Linked DNA regions of Sus scrofa: all the other regions are linked to region 1. The links are chromatin contacts, called in public HiChIP or PLAC-seq maps. All regions are on one chromosome and are shown on one strand. Each heading gives the region's core, a stretch centred on a gene start, on an enhancer-like site or on the middle of the called end of the contact. The rest is flanking DNA. Distances are from core to core; before and after follow the strand shown.

The links. HiChIP or PLAC-seq counts read pairs in DNA pulled down with a chosen protein or histone mark.
Region 2: a contact with region 1 is called in an H3K27ac HiChIP or PLAC-seq map of skeletal muscle. The contact joins two enhancer-like sites. A contact is called at or near these places in 4 of 47 Hi-C or Micro-C datasets (blood, embryonic fibroblasts, epiblast stem cells and 1 more) and 1 of 2 datasets of contacts at active chromatin or transcription factors (skeletal muscle).
Region 3: a contact with region 1 is called in an H3K27ac HiChIP or PLAC-seq map of skeletal muscle. The contact joins two enhancer-like sites. A contact is called at or near these places in 2 of 47 Hi-C or Micro-C datasets (embryonic fibroblasts and epiblast stem cells) and 1 of 2 datasets of contacts at active chromatin or transcription factors (skeletal muscle).

Annotation. Positions count from the first base shown.
Region 1 is chr9:105,627,823-105,631,422 of Sscrofa11.1, forward strand. The region is part of intron 8 of ATXN7L1 (ataxin-7-like protein 1); the gene reads right to left. Among named protein-coding and RNA genes, the nearest start is that of CDHR3, 190 kb to the right of the region's middle. Within about 2 kb of position 2,334, at least 26 of the 83 cell types and tissues checked have an H3K27ac peak or open chromatin away from gene starts, as enhancers often do. A contact at or near this core is called in skeletal muscle, where this site is marked.
Region 2 is chr9:105,900,285-105,904,190 of Sscrofa11.1, forward strand. All of the region lies in intron 2 of ATXN7L1 (ataxin-7-like protein 1), which reads right to left. Among named protein-coding and RNA genes, the nearest start is that of ATXN7L1, 23 kb to the right of the region's middle. Within about 2 kb of position 1,372, at least 6 of the 83 cell types and tissues checked have an H3K27ac peak or open chromatin away from gene starts, as enhancers often do. A contact at or near this core is called in skeletal muscle, where this site is marked.
Region 3 is chr9:105,999,127-106,002,985 of Sscrofa11.1, forward strand. No RefSeq gene overlaps it. Among named protein-coding and RNA genes, the nearest start is that of SYPL1, 16 kb to the left of the region's middle. Within about 2 kb of position 1,860, at least 9 of the 83 cell types and tissues checked have an H3K27ac peak or open chromatin away from gene starts, as enhancers often do. A contact at or near this core is called in skeletal muscle, where this site is marked.

The DNA of each region.
Region 1 (3,600 bases), core at 1,084-3,583:
GGAAAAATGGCAAGAGAGTGAAGAAAACTTTGCTTATCTAATGGAAGGCAGGAAAGGAGAACAAAAGCAAATAAAATGCAAGGTACACAGGGATGCAAATTAAAAGAGAGCGCTAAGTCCAAACATATCACGTAATCACAATAAGTGTAAATGGGTCAAACTCATCTATTAAAAGACACTATCGGAATGGACTTTTTAAAAAGCCACCTATATATATGGTTTACAAGAGAGATACCTAAAACAAAATGACACAGAAAAGTCGAAAGTAAAAGATGAGAAAGAGATAAGACCAAATACATATTGACCAAAAGAAAACTCAGTAGCAGTGTTAATCAGATAAAAAGGGCCCAAGGCAAAAGCATTAACAGGGATGTCGACTCCACCACTAAAAAGACATGGGTCATGAACGTTTCACGTATCCAACAGCAGAGCTGCGAAATTGGAAAGCAAAAGGTGTTTCATTACAAAACTTCCTTCTCAGACCTTTCAGACCAAACAGACAAAAAATGCTGAGGACAAATGAGATTTGAAGAACAAAATAAACATTAATATATGGAACACCATGCATAAAAGAGAGAGTCTTTCCATGCTGCAGGTGAGGCCCTAAACACAAACACATAACTAAAACAAAAGCAAGGCCCTCACCATCACCCTGACGTTTGAGAACTAAAAGCACACACCTCAATTACGTCTTGGCAATAGTGTGATTTTTTTTTTTCTTCTCTATGTGGCCCAGTTGCTATGGGACCAGGTTAATTTATGTGACATTTGTCAGGGGTATCACCAGAAACAGGAAACTCCCCAAAGCCATTATAGCTTCATTATTTTGTACTTTGAACTAAAATTCTACACCAAAGAGAAGGTGAAGTACCTGCCTCCAGGAAGAAAAGAAGGGATGTGCGTGGGTTAATTATGACCTAGTCACACAGCACCAGAAGCTGCTGTTGGCTCAGTCCCCAACAGCAGCCCTGCTCTGCCACCCTATACCCATCTCCTGCTGTGAGCCACTACTGCTTGGATGCAAACTGTCCTGGAAGTGCTTGGCACCTGGGAAAAGGTGCTATTCAACTGATGTGGCATCTTACAATGAACAATGTCCTGAGATCAAGCAAATTTCTATAGTAAGGTTTTACTTTATTTTTTATTTTTATTTTTTGTCTTTTTGCCATTTCTAGGGCCACTCTCGGCATATGGAGGTTCCCAGGCTAGGGGTTGAATCGGAGCTGTAGCCACTGGCCTACGCCACAGCCACAGCAACATGGGATCCAAGCCGCGTCTGCAACCCACACCACAGCTCACGGCAACGCCGGATCATTAACCCACTGAGCAAGGGCAGGGACCGAACCTGCAACCTCATGGTTCCTAGTCAGATTCGTTAATCACTGAGCCGTGAAGGGAACTCCCATAGTTAAAGTTTTAAAAATTTTTAAAATTTTTTTGCTTTTTAGTGCCACACCCTTGGCATATGGAAGTTCCCAGGCTAGGGGATGAATTGGAGCTACAGCTGCCAGTCGACACCACAGCCACAGCAACACAGGATCTGGGCCACGTCTGTGACCCACACCACAGCTCATGGCAACACTGGATCCTTAACCTGCTGAAAGAGGCTAGGGATTGAACCCACATCTCCATGGATCCTAGTCAGGTTCATTACTGCTGAGCCATGATGGGAACTCCTATAGTTAAGTTTGTGTGGGACTTTCTGCCTGCTCTTTCACAGGGCCAAACACTTCTGGAAAACGATGGGGGAAATGCTGCATAGGGGAGACACAAGAAAAATACAGGTCCATGTGTTCTAGAGGTAGAGGGCAGCCCCTCTAAGAAATCTCCCTAAACCAGGCCCAAACCAACCAGTGGTCGTTCCCCTGGACTGTGCGGCTAGTTTAACACAACTTCAGTGCCGGCTGAATAATGAAAGAAATATTAAAAAGAGACATACCAAACAACCTAAAAAGGATAGAACACATGATCAGGGAGATATTGACAAAATCCCCTTGACGGCAGGTCTGCACGTGCTATGGGTCAGTGGGGGGAGTGGGGTGAAACAATAAGAAAATAAGAGAGAAGACCAGAACTCTGCTGCCCGGGCCACGGGCACCTGCTGTGGTCAGAACAGCCCTGTGGTTTCCAAGCCCACAAACAATATAAGCCACAGAGTGGGGCAGCTCTCAGGGCACCTCCTTCTCCCCTGGGCCTCCTCACTGGTCTCCCAGCTTCTCTCAAACATCACCATCTCCTTCAGAGAGTCCTGAGGCCAAAGGGTGTGGACAGGGCTCCCTATCCCCCACCCCTAGGGTAAGCATCACAACTGGTAAGACGATGACAGGGGCAGCTGAGAAAGTGGCACAAGAATGGCTCGGTCCCGCCCCCGTTAGCACATCAGTAACTTGATCCTATGTACTCGGGGGTGGGGGTGGGGGGGTGCCACCATCAGGATGATGCCCCAGAGCGGACAGTCAATGCGGGTCACTGAGTTCGGGGGTCCATCAGGGCTGTGTCAGCTCGACCTCACTACTGGGGGCACTGTGGCAGGGCTCCAGGTGGCAGCAGGCTCACTGGGGAAGGTCACGTAGGGGGTGGGGGGGGCCGCTTAGCGAGATGAGCAGGAAATCACAGCCATGACACGAAGGAAGCCACACTCATCTTAGAAAAATGCACCTCTGGAGAAGCCTCAGGAATTTGAGGGAGTCATTCATCAGAGAGAAAAGCAAAGCAGCCAGGAGGCTAATAAACAAATAACAGGGTGAGTCAGACACCAAACCTGAGACAGAAATCTGTAGTTCCAGTTTTGTAAAATAAGGACCAGGGTGGCTTTCTCTGGAAAAAACATGACTATTCATTCCACGTGAAGCAGGATTCATCAGAGTGAAACTGTTTCCTTCTTCCTCATTCATTTCCCTTGACTTGTTTCCCCTGCACTTATTTATTTCCCACATGCCTCCTACGCTGCGTCCCCCGATTCGCGCTCATTTTCTAGAAGTGCCTGGCCCTGTGACAGAGCAGAGGCCAGGGCCTGTGCAAACTCCTCACGACAGTATTTCCTTGCTTCTAGGAGGCCATCAAACCCAAGATGCCGCCTCAACATGACAGCACCTTTTCCAGAAGAGAGGAAGAAAAAACCTGCCACAGTGAATACACACATGATATGGGATGAAGCACTTTGACTTTAGAAACCAAGGGCTTGGAACCGTCTTTACAGAACCACCCCCACCAGCGTTCCTGGGGTGAGCCTCCACATGGGATCCCCGTGTGTGACACTTCAGCAGGGAACTCTTGGGGAGCCCAGGCAAAGCATGTAGAATCAGCTCCCTGAGTGAATACCCCAGAGGTTCTTCCAGAAGGAACACTGTCACGGTGGAGCTCCAGCTGGGAGCTGGGTTCCAGCCTCAGGGAGAGAGGTGAAAATGAGAGCTCATCAAAAGCCCTTCTGCTCATGAAGCATAGTAGGTGAGGTTTGGTGAGAGTGTGCTCTCTCCATGGCCAGTTTCTCCACCAGGAGTGGGAAATATCCTTATTTCTCTGCTTGGGCACACGATGCAGGAGTGGGCTTGTATCTGGGACCACATTATTAACCAAAAAGGGCATTACTGTTACTGATGA
Region 2 (3,906 bases), core at 122-2,621, 270 kb after region 1:
CTGCCTGCTTAGAGGGAAACAGGGAGGCGAGTGTGTCCTGGAAAACTGAAGCCTGCTGATCAGGTTTTTGGAGACAGTCTTACTGAAAATGATATCACCCACCCTTCCCATGAGTACAAACCATAATTATCAGCCCTGATTTGGGGTGTGGAGAACATGATCCGTGCAAGTCTTAAAACCAAGGCAAAGCACACTTATGAGCTTTGCACTCCTCCTGTGTGGTGCCTGCGAGGTGAGGCTGGCCCAGTGCTTGGATGAGGGCATCCTACCCACTGCCCACGTGGGGCCCTCGTCATGCTCAGCAGCCCTGTACTTCCAGGTGATCCCAAATTGTCTGCAGCTGCTGTGACCCCGCCAGCCCTGGGCACAGCTGAGGGAGGGAAGCTGGTTCATCTGACTCATACATGAGGCTTACAAGAGCTCCACTCCCTGGGCCCATCTCCTGTGTTCGCCCACAGTCAGAATACCCTCCAGCTGCTATGCTAAAACATCTTTTTTTTTTTTTTGGTAACAACTGTATTGATATTTGATTTAATTCATATACCACTACATCCAGCAATTTTTAAGTATCTTCACGAACTGTGCAACCCTCACCACTATCTGACTCCAAAACACTTTCATCACCACCCAATAAGCCCCATGCCCATTAATAGCCATGCTCCATCCCCAAACCCTAGCACCCATTGATTGAGCACCTCTCTGGATATTTCATTTAAGTAGAATCATACCATGTTTGTCCTTTTGTGTCTAGTTTATTTCCCTTACCATGTTTTCAACAATCATCTATGTTGTCACAGACATCAGGACTTTTTTCCTTTCTATGGCTGAATAATGTTCTATCACGTCAGATGCTACATGCTACATTTTATTTATCTACTAATGGATATTTGGGTTATTTCCACCTTTGGGCCATTACGAGTAATGCTGCAATGAATGTTAATGTGCAAGCTCTTGTGTGGACACATATTCTAATTCCTCTGGGGTACATACCCAGGAGTGGAGATGCTGAGTCATATGGTAATTCTATATTTATCTCCTTGAGAAACTGCAGCACTGGTTTTCAAAGTGACTGCACCATGTTATAGTCTTACCAGCTTTGGTGAGAAATCCACGAGGCTTTCACAAACGTTTAAAACAGTAGAAGGTGCCCTCTGCTCAGGTGTAGACCCTGTCAAGCTCTGGCATGAAGAGGCCACTAGTGGTCTGGAGTGCTGGTCGACCTCGCTGAGCTTCCTCAACTTCCTAGTCAGCAGCTAGGTCTGTACAAATCTCAGGATTGCAACTGTGTGTCTAACATGTGCTGGGCACACTAGCTGCAAAACCTCCAAATCCTTACAGCACTCTTTGGAAGACTGTCTGGACAGCTGAGAGATGGAGAGACAAGGGAACGTGTCCAGAGGTCACAGAGCCAGAACACCAAGCTGGGTGTGCCTCCGCAAGCCTAAGCCCAAGGGCTCAGTTTTTCCATTGGATTGTGTTCCAGTGGGGAAAAGTCAGATGACTGAACCCTCAGATGGATCCTCTGACCAAATATCTCTTCCCTCAAAGCTCGAGGCTTCTCAAGGCTGCAGAAATCAAACCCTCATACGTGCAGCATCGATACCAGCTTCAGGACCAGCAGACATGCTCTGAGAGCATCCTCTCCTGTCTGGCATGAGTTGGGATCTAAAACAGCCGCGAGCCTTCCGCAATCCTGCAAGCCCAGCGCATACAGGTTTGAGCTGTGCAAAAGGCACAATCTATTCTTTCCTCCATTCTGCTCACACTCTCCACCTGTCTGCTGCTCAACAGAAGCAGACTCATCTTGGCTATGAGTATTCAAGTGTCTTCCAGAGACATTCTGTCAAGGTCTAGGTCACTCAGAAACAGCCCCCTCCTCCCCAAGGAGAAGAGGCTGCAGTTACGCATGTTGGCCAGCAGAGGCTCCTTTTGACATTTGGCTTCCTCAGAGTGGTCCAGGAAGGCCTGGTTAACCCACCAGCCGGCCTTCTTTTCACGTTCCCCCAAGCCGTCCTGGGTATGTGGCCGCAGGCCCTGCAGAGAGCAGCCTCAGGGCATCCACGGTTGGGATTCCACCTTGTGGCCACCCACAAAACCCCACAGCAGCAGTGTGGTCACTGGAAACCAGGAGGGCCGAACCAAACCTTCTGGAGGTGGGAGTGAGTGGCCAGGTCCACCCATGGGTGGCCTTTTCCTGGAAGGTGCCAGGACAGCGATCAGGGCATTTCGCCAAGCAAGCTATGGCTATTGACAAATATAGCCCCACCTGGGCTCAAAACACTTTTATCACTGTCGACTTAAGTACAGAGGGTTAGAATCAGCTGCGGTGTTTGGCGTCTCTGAATAAAAAACCCTGGATTTTGTTTCCTTAACACACCATCTTGGCACAGGTTCCAGAAAATGAGGGTCCCAAATTCTACGCCTTTGTTTGGTAGAAACGTGTGCTGATATGTCTGTGTACTAACAAATAAATAATAAAATCACTTTGCATTTATAGAATAATAATAAATAACAAAATCACTCTGCATTTATAGAATGCTTGCCATGTTGCAAGATACCATGGGGTCCTTTATATTTGTACTTTTATTTAACGTAATGCAGCTGGAGGTACTCTGAGGCTCAGAAAGGGTGAGTTACTTCCCAAAGGTCTCACAGCTAGGAAGTGGCAGAGGGAGGTGGGGTTTGAAAGCAGGTGTGGCCTCTTCATGCCGGGACTAGGGTCCAGAATTCCTAGTAAGATGGCTTAGTCCCCTGTCGCTCCCACCCCAACACTGCCTTAATCTTGGAGCTGCTTTAGGCTGGGGGTAGAATCAGAAGGGGAAGGAGAGGATGGAATTTACAAGCTAGTTTATGCCAGAGCTGGTTTGGGTGCCTTGAAATTCACCAGGGCTTGGACAAGTCTTCCAGGATGGGGCCCTTCCCACAGACCAGCTGGGAGCTCATTAGTGTCACTGAGCCGCGGGAGAGAAAGATAAAAAGGGAAGGGACATGAAGAGGCAAAAAGGGAGGGGGACAACAAGGCAGAAGCAGAGATAGAGAGGTGGCTGGTGGCCTTGCCAGAGAGCCTCCTGCCTGGAGAGCTGGTGAAGCAAGCACAGCCTTCATTCTTTCGCGCAGGGCCAATAAAGGGCAGCTGAATCACAGGATTTCTCAAGAAATAAAAATTCCTAGTACACCCCTGGGGCCTGGGGAGAAAAACTGACAACGTGTTGATTGAAAACAGACTAAGCTGATGTGTGCCTGCAGCGTGAGGCTGCACTTCCCCAGGTTCACAGCGACACCTAGTGGTCTCCATGGGCACCTGCCGCCTCCGTGGAAAAGAGGCAATGGCCTGAAGAGAGTATTTGGGGTGTAGAGCAGAAGCATCCTCTTTTCCCTAGCGTCAAAGTCCGTGTTTTGCTTTGTGGGGTATGCCAATATTCTAAGAGGAATTCCACACGTCCCCAGGAGCGGGGGTGGGGGGACACTGGTCAAACACTGGACTTCCTATATGGCCAGTTATGTATATCCAACTGACTCTGTATTGGCTAGATGTTCTTTTTTTGTTGGTTTTTTTTTTTTGGAGGGGAGGGTTTTTTTAAATGATTTTTTTCCATTATTGGTCTACAGTGTTCTGTCAATTTCTACTGTACAGAAAAGTGACCCAGTCACATATATATATACATTCTTTTTCAAAAGTGGACATTTTTCCCTCTGATTTTCTTTTCATTTATTACATTTTCATTTATTCTCCTCATTTAGTAAGTCTAACTGAATGTATTTAATGGTGATACCTTTATAAGACTTTTATACCAATGAATTCTGCAATCGGAGACATTTCTTTGTGAGGTTATGTGTTCAGAAAATAAAATGACTGTGCTTCTACATTAGGTCAAAGATCTTGGCTTCCATCGTCACCCTGATCAG
Region 3 (3,859 bases), core at 610-3,109, 370 kb after region 1:
GTAATGGTGGCTGACATTTGGGGTAGTCACAGCACGCCAGGTACAGCTCATCTAATCCTTGCACCAGTCCTATGATACAGACTTTATAACTAGACTTACTTTACAGTTGAGTGAACCGAGGCTCAGAGAGGTTAGGTATGTTATCCCGGGGTGCACAGCTAGGAAGTGATGGAGACAGGCTTCACCCCCAGGCCTGTTTGATTCCCCAGCTCTTAATCACTCCACTCTATGGCCCTGCTGTGTCCTTTGCTTTCTCTTTCAAGGTTTCCAGCTCCTTCCAAAAGATCCACTCAACAGAGCGAAAGCACACAGGGTGCCTTCAGGGGCAAAGAACTGAACTACAGGTGGCAGGAGGAGACAGAGTGAACAATGGCTCCTCCAGGACTTGTTCTGGTGGGAAACATAACTGCCTTAAGCACAGCTACAATGTGGATGTGTTAGTCAGGAGGGGCTTGGAGCCTGGTGCAGGGACAGGAAAAACGGGGTTGACCAATGCACATGGAGGCAGTCAGTCCCCCACTAAGGAGCTTCTACCCTGAATCAGTACTGTTGGGAGATGAGATGCTTAGCGCCCAGGCATCCCTTACTAATGGCCTATGGCACAGCAGTGGGTGTGGCGTCACCAGTCATGTGTGCCTGTTCTGAACACAGCATCACAGACTGTGGACTGTCAGATCCTCTGATTGGATACAAATGCTCCTGTGCTGAGTAAACCCTTAATAATAAACTTCTTGGAGGTAAAGGCCGTAATACCTTGAAGCACTCCTTCGGGGTTTGCCTCAATGAAAAACCACCAAGCACTCCTGGTTGCCTTTTCAAGATACTTAGCTCATTCCCTTGCTGGTCTATGCTGGTAGAGGGGTGGGGCAAGTCGGTGTGAGAAGGTCTGGGAAAGAAACAATCTGTCCAACCCTGTGAAAGGAAACCCTCTGCAGATCTGGAGGAGGTGAGTGCCCCCACATCCACGTGGGCTTATTCCTGGGGACAGCAGGAGAGGCTCTGCCTCCTCTTCATGGCTCCTGGGTCTCAGTCCCGGCTATACGTTGGGATCACCTGGAGGGCTTTTACCATCCACCCGTGCCTGGGATCCACCACCCAGGAATCTCTGGTATTGTAATCCCAGGTACTTGTAATTCTTATAAACTCCCCAGCTGATGGTGAAGCAGAGTATTGCTGCTCTAGAATTTCACACTCAGAAACAAATGCCACAAGCATCCAATTTACCTCTCCACCATTTTGGTGAGTTTGAAAGGAAAAGAGGCATTACAGACTGATTTTAACGAGGGGAAGAGAGGTGCAGAAAGGAGAAGCAATTTGCTGAGGCCAGAGGGCTGCTCAGGGCAGGGTTGGGGTAGGAAGCAGCTTCCTTCTGATTCTCCTGCATCCTTTTTTCTGGCAGTATATACAGTATCGACTGTTCTGATGGCTTAGTTTGACATGCACTCAGGCGAGAGATTTCTACTCCTTTATTGGGATGGCCTTTCCAATTAGACCTACACTACTGTTTCAGTGTGTTTCCTGGTGTGGAAGCCCAAATCTTCCTTTTGTAATTCTTAGCTCTTTACTGGCCTGAGCAGTGGGTCATGAGATCCCCGCCTCTATTTAGAGGGAGCCAGGGACCGACCATGTTTGGTGTGTTCTGTACAGAGCACAACACATACGTGTACAGTGAAAACATACTTTACTGTGGGTAGAACTGAGACCTAACTCAGTCTCAGCTTTCAAGCCTCTGGATCAACAGCAGTTAATTCTCTTAGAACATAGAGCTAAATCTCTGAGGAGGCCTGGCCTGGAGAGGCCACCCGAATTGCTGCCTGCTTAAAGGTGCACTCATGTTTCTTGATTTATCTGAGTCAGTACCTCTGTTTATTTTTGCCATTTGACTTCAGGGTAGGGCTGGTTTCCGTGTGCTGGCAATTCCCAGTGAGTACAGGCTCTGAGTGACAGGGGCAGGTGTTCAGGAATCCCCAGTGACTATTATTTCATTTTGTTCCTCCCCCAGCCTCACGGTTTATGTATGAGCTGTTAGGTGACCGAGTTCTATTTTTAACTGCAAATATGTTCTTTTCAACTGGAATCATATTCTTTAGACACTGCATTATGCAAGCTGGCTCCAAAGTTTGCCAGCAGTGCTAAACTCAACTGTGACAATTCCCAGCCACTGTCACTGAGCCCGCTACAGTGAAGCAAACAGCACGCTTACTTGCTGCAAGATAGAGCTGCTGTTGTGTCTAATAACTTTGCTACCTGAGGAGAAAGCTATGTCTGGCCACTCCGATCAGCTACCCTCCTCTTGTCTCCTGCCTATCCCAGAAAAAATCCTCTGGGCCTTGGGGGACGGCATTAAAAAGGCTTCTGTTGAGGAAGGTTAAACTTGAAATTAGTCATAATGAGGTACAAGCTATGTAATGCTCATTGTGGTGTATCTTCTCAGGCTATGAGCAGGAGAGGACGGTTTCAATGGAGGGCCTCAAGTCGAGAAGTCATTCTGATGAAGTGTTCCTGCTGAGCCATTCACTATTCTAAAGTGAGAAACTTAGACAAGCCCAGTGGTTGGGTCTCATGTTTTTCTGTGGGATAATCACAGAGAAGTGTCTTTCCAGAATGGCACAGAGCTGGGATCTTTCCCCCTGCTTTCTCCTAGAGGACTGGCATCTGGCTTATCCAAAATGAACCAGAGAAGAGACCGAGTTAGCATTCTCTGAAGGGAAAATGTTAGTATCACAAGGTTCTTTGATGGCAAGCAACAGAAACCAACTCTTTAATAAGAATTCACCTACTTAAGAACAATTGTTAGAAGATAAGTTCCATGAAAGCAGGGGCTAGCTTTTCACTGCTGTTTCTCCAGTAGGACAATACCTTGAATATACAATAGGCATTGACTACTGAGTATATTGAGTCAAGGTTTGCAGGTTATACATAGGGTGGATTGAAGAATTGTTAGGAAGACTGAGAACCAATATCAGAAAAGGATAAGAATGAGAGCACCTCTGGAGGGGAAAGGTAGCAGGAACTCGGTCCCTGACAGATCCATCAGGAATGAATGCTCTCTAACTAGTCATATTTTTGAGTGTCTGTCCTCATGCATCAAAATCCAGAGGGAGGAGTTCCCGTCGTAGCTCAGTGGTTAACGAATCTGAGTAGGAACCATGAGGTTTCGGGTTCCAACCCTGGCCTTGCTCAGTGGGTTAAGGATCCGGCGTTGCCGTGAGCTGTGGTGTAGGTCGCAGACGTGGCTCGGATCCCGTGTTGCTGTGGCTCTGGCATAGGCTGGTGGCTACAGCTCCGATTCGACCCCTAGCCTGGGAACCTCCATATGCCGTGGGAGCGCCCCAAGAAATGGCAAAAAAAAAAAAAAAAAAGAAAAGAAAAGAAAAAAAATCCAGAGGGAGATGTATTAGAGTTTTCTAGAGGAAAACAGAACCAATAGGATCTATCTATCTAGTGAGAGACAGAGAGAGAGAGATTGATTGATGATAAGAAATTGGCTCACACGATTATGGAGGCTGGCAACCCCAATCTGCAGGGTGGGTTGGCAGGTTGGAGTTGGAGACATAGGGAGAGCCAGTGTTCTAGTTCAAGGGCTGTCAGGAAGGAAGGGTGACACTGCAGATGAAGCCTAAAGGCGGTGTGCTGAAGAATTCTCTCAACTCAGGGAGGGTAGGTCTTTCTGTTCTGTTCTGTTCTGTTCTGTTCTGTTCAGGAGGAGGCTCACCCACTTGTGGAGAGCAAGCTGCTTTACTCCAATTGATTGAAATGTTGATCTCATCCAAAAAGACCCTTGCAGAAACACTCAGAATAATGTTTGGCCAACTATCTGGGCACCCCATGGCCCAGGCAAGTTGACATTTACTTGCTA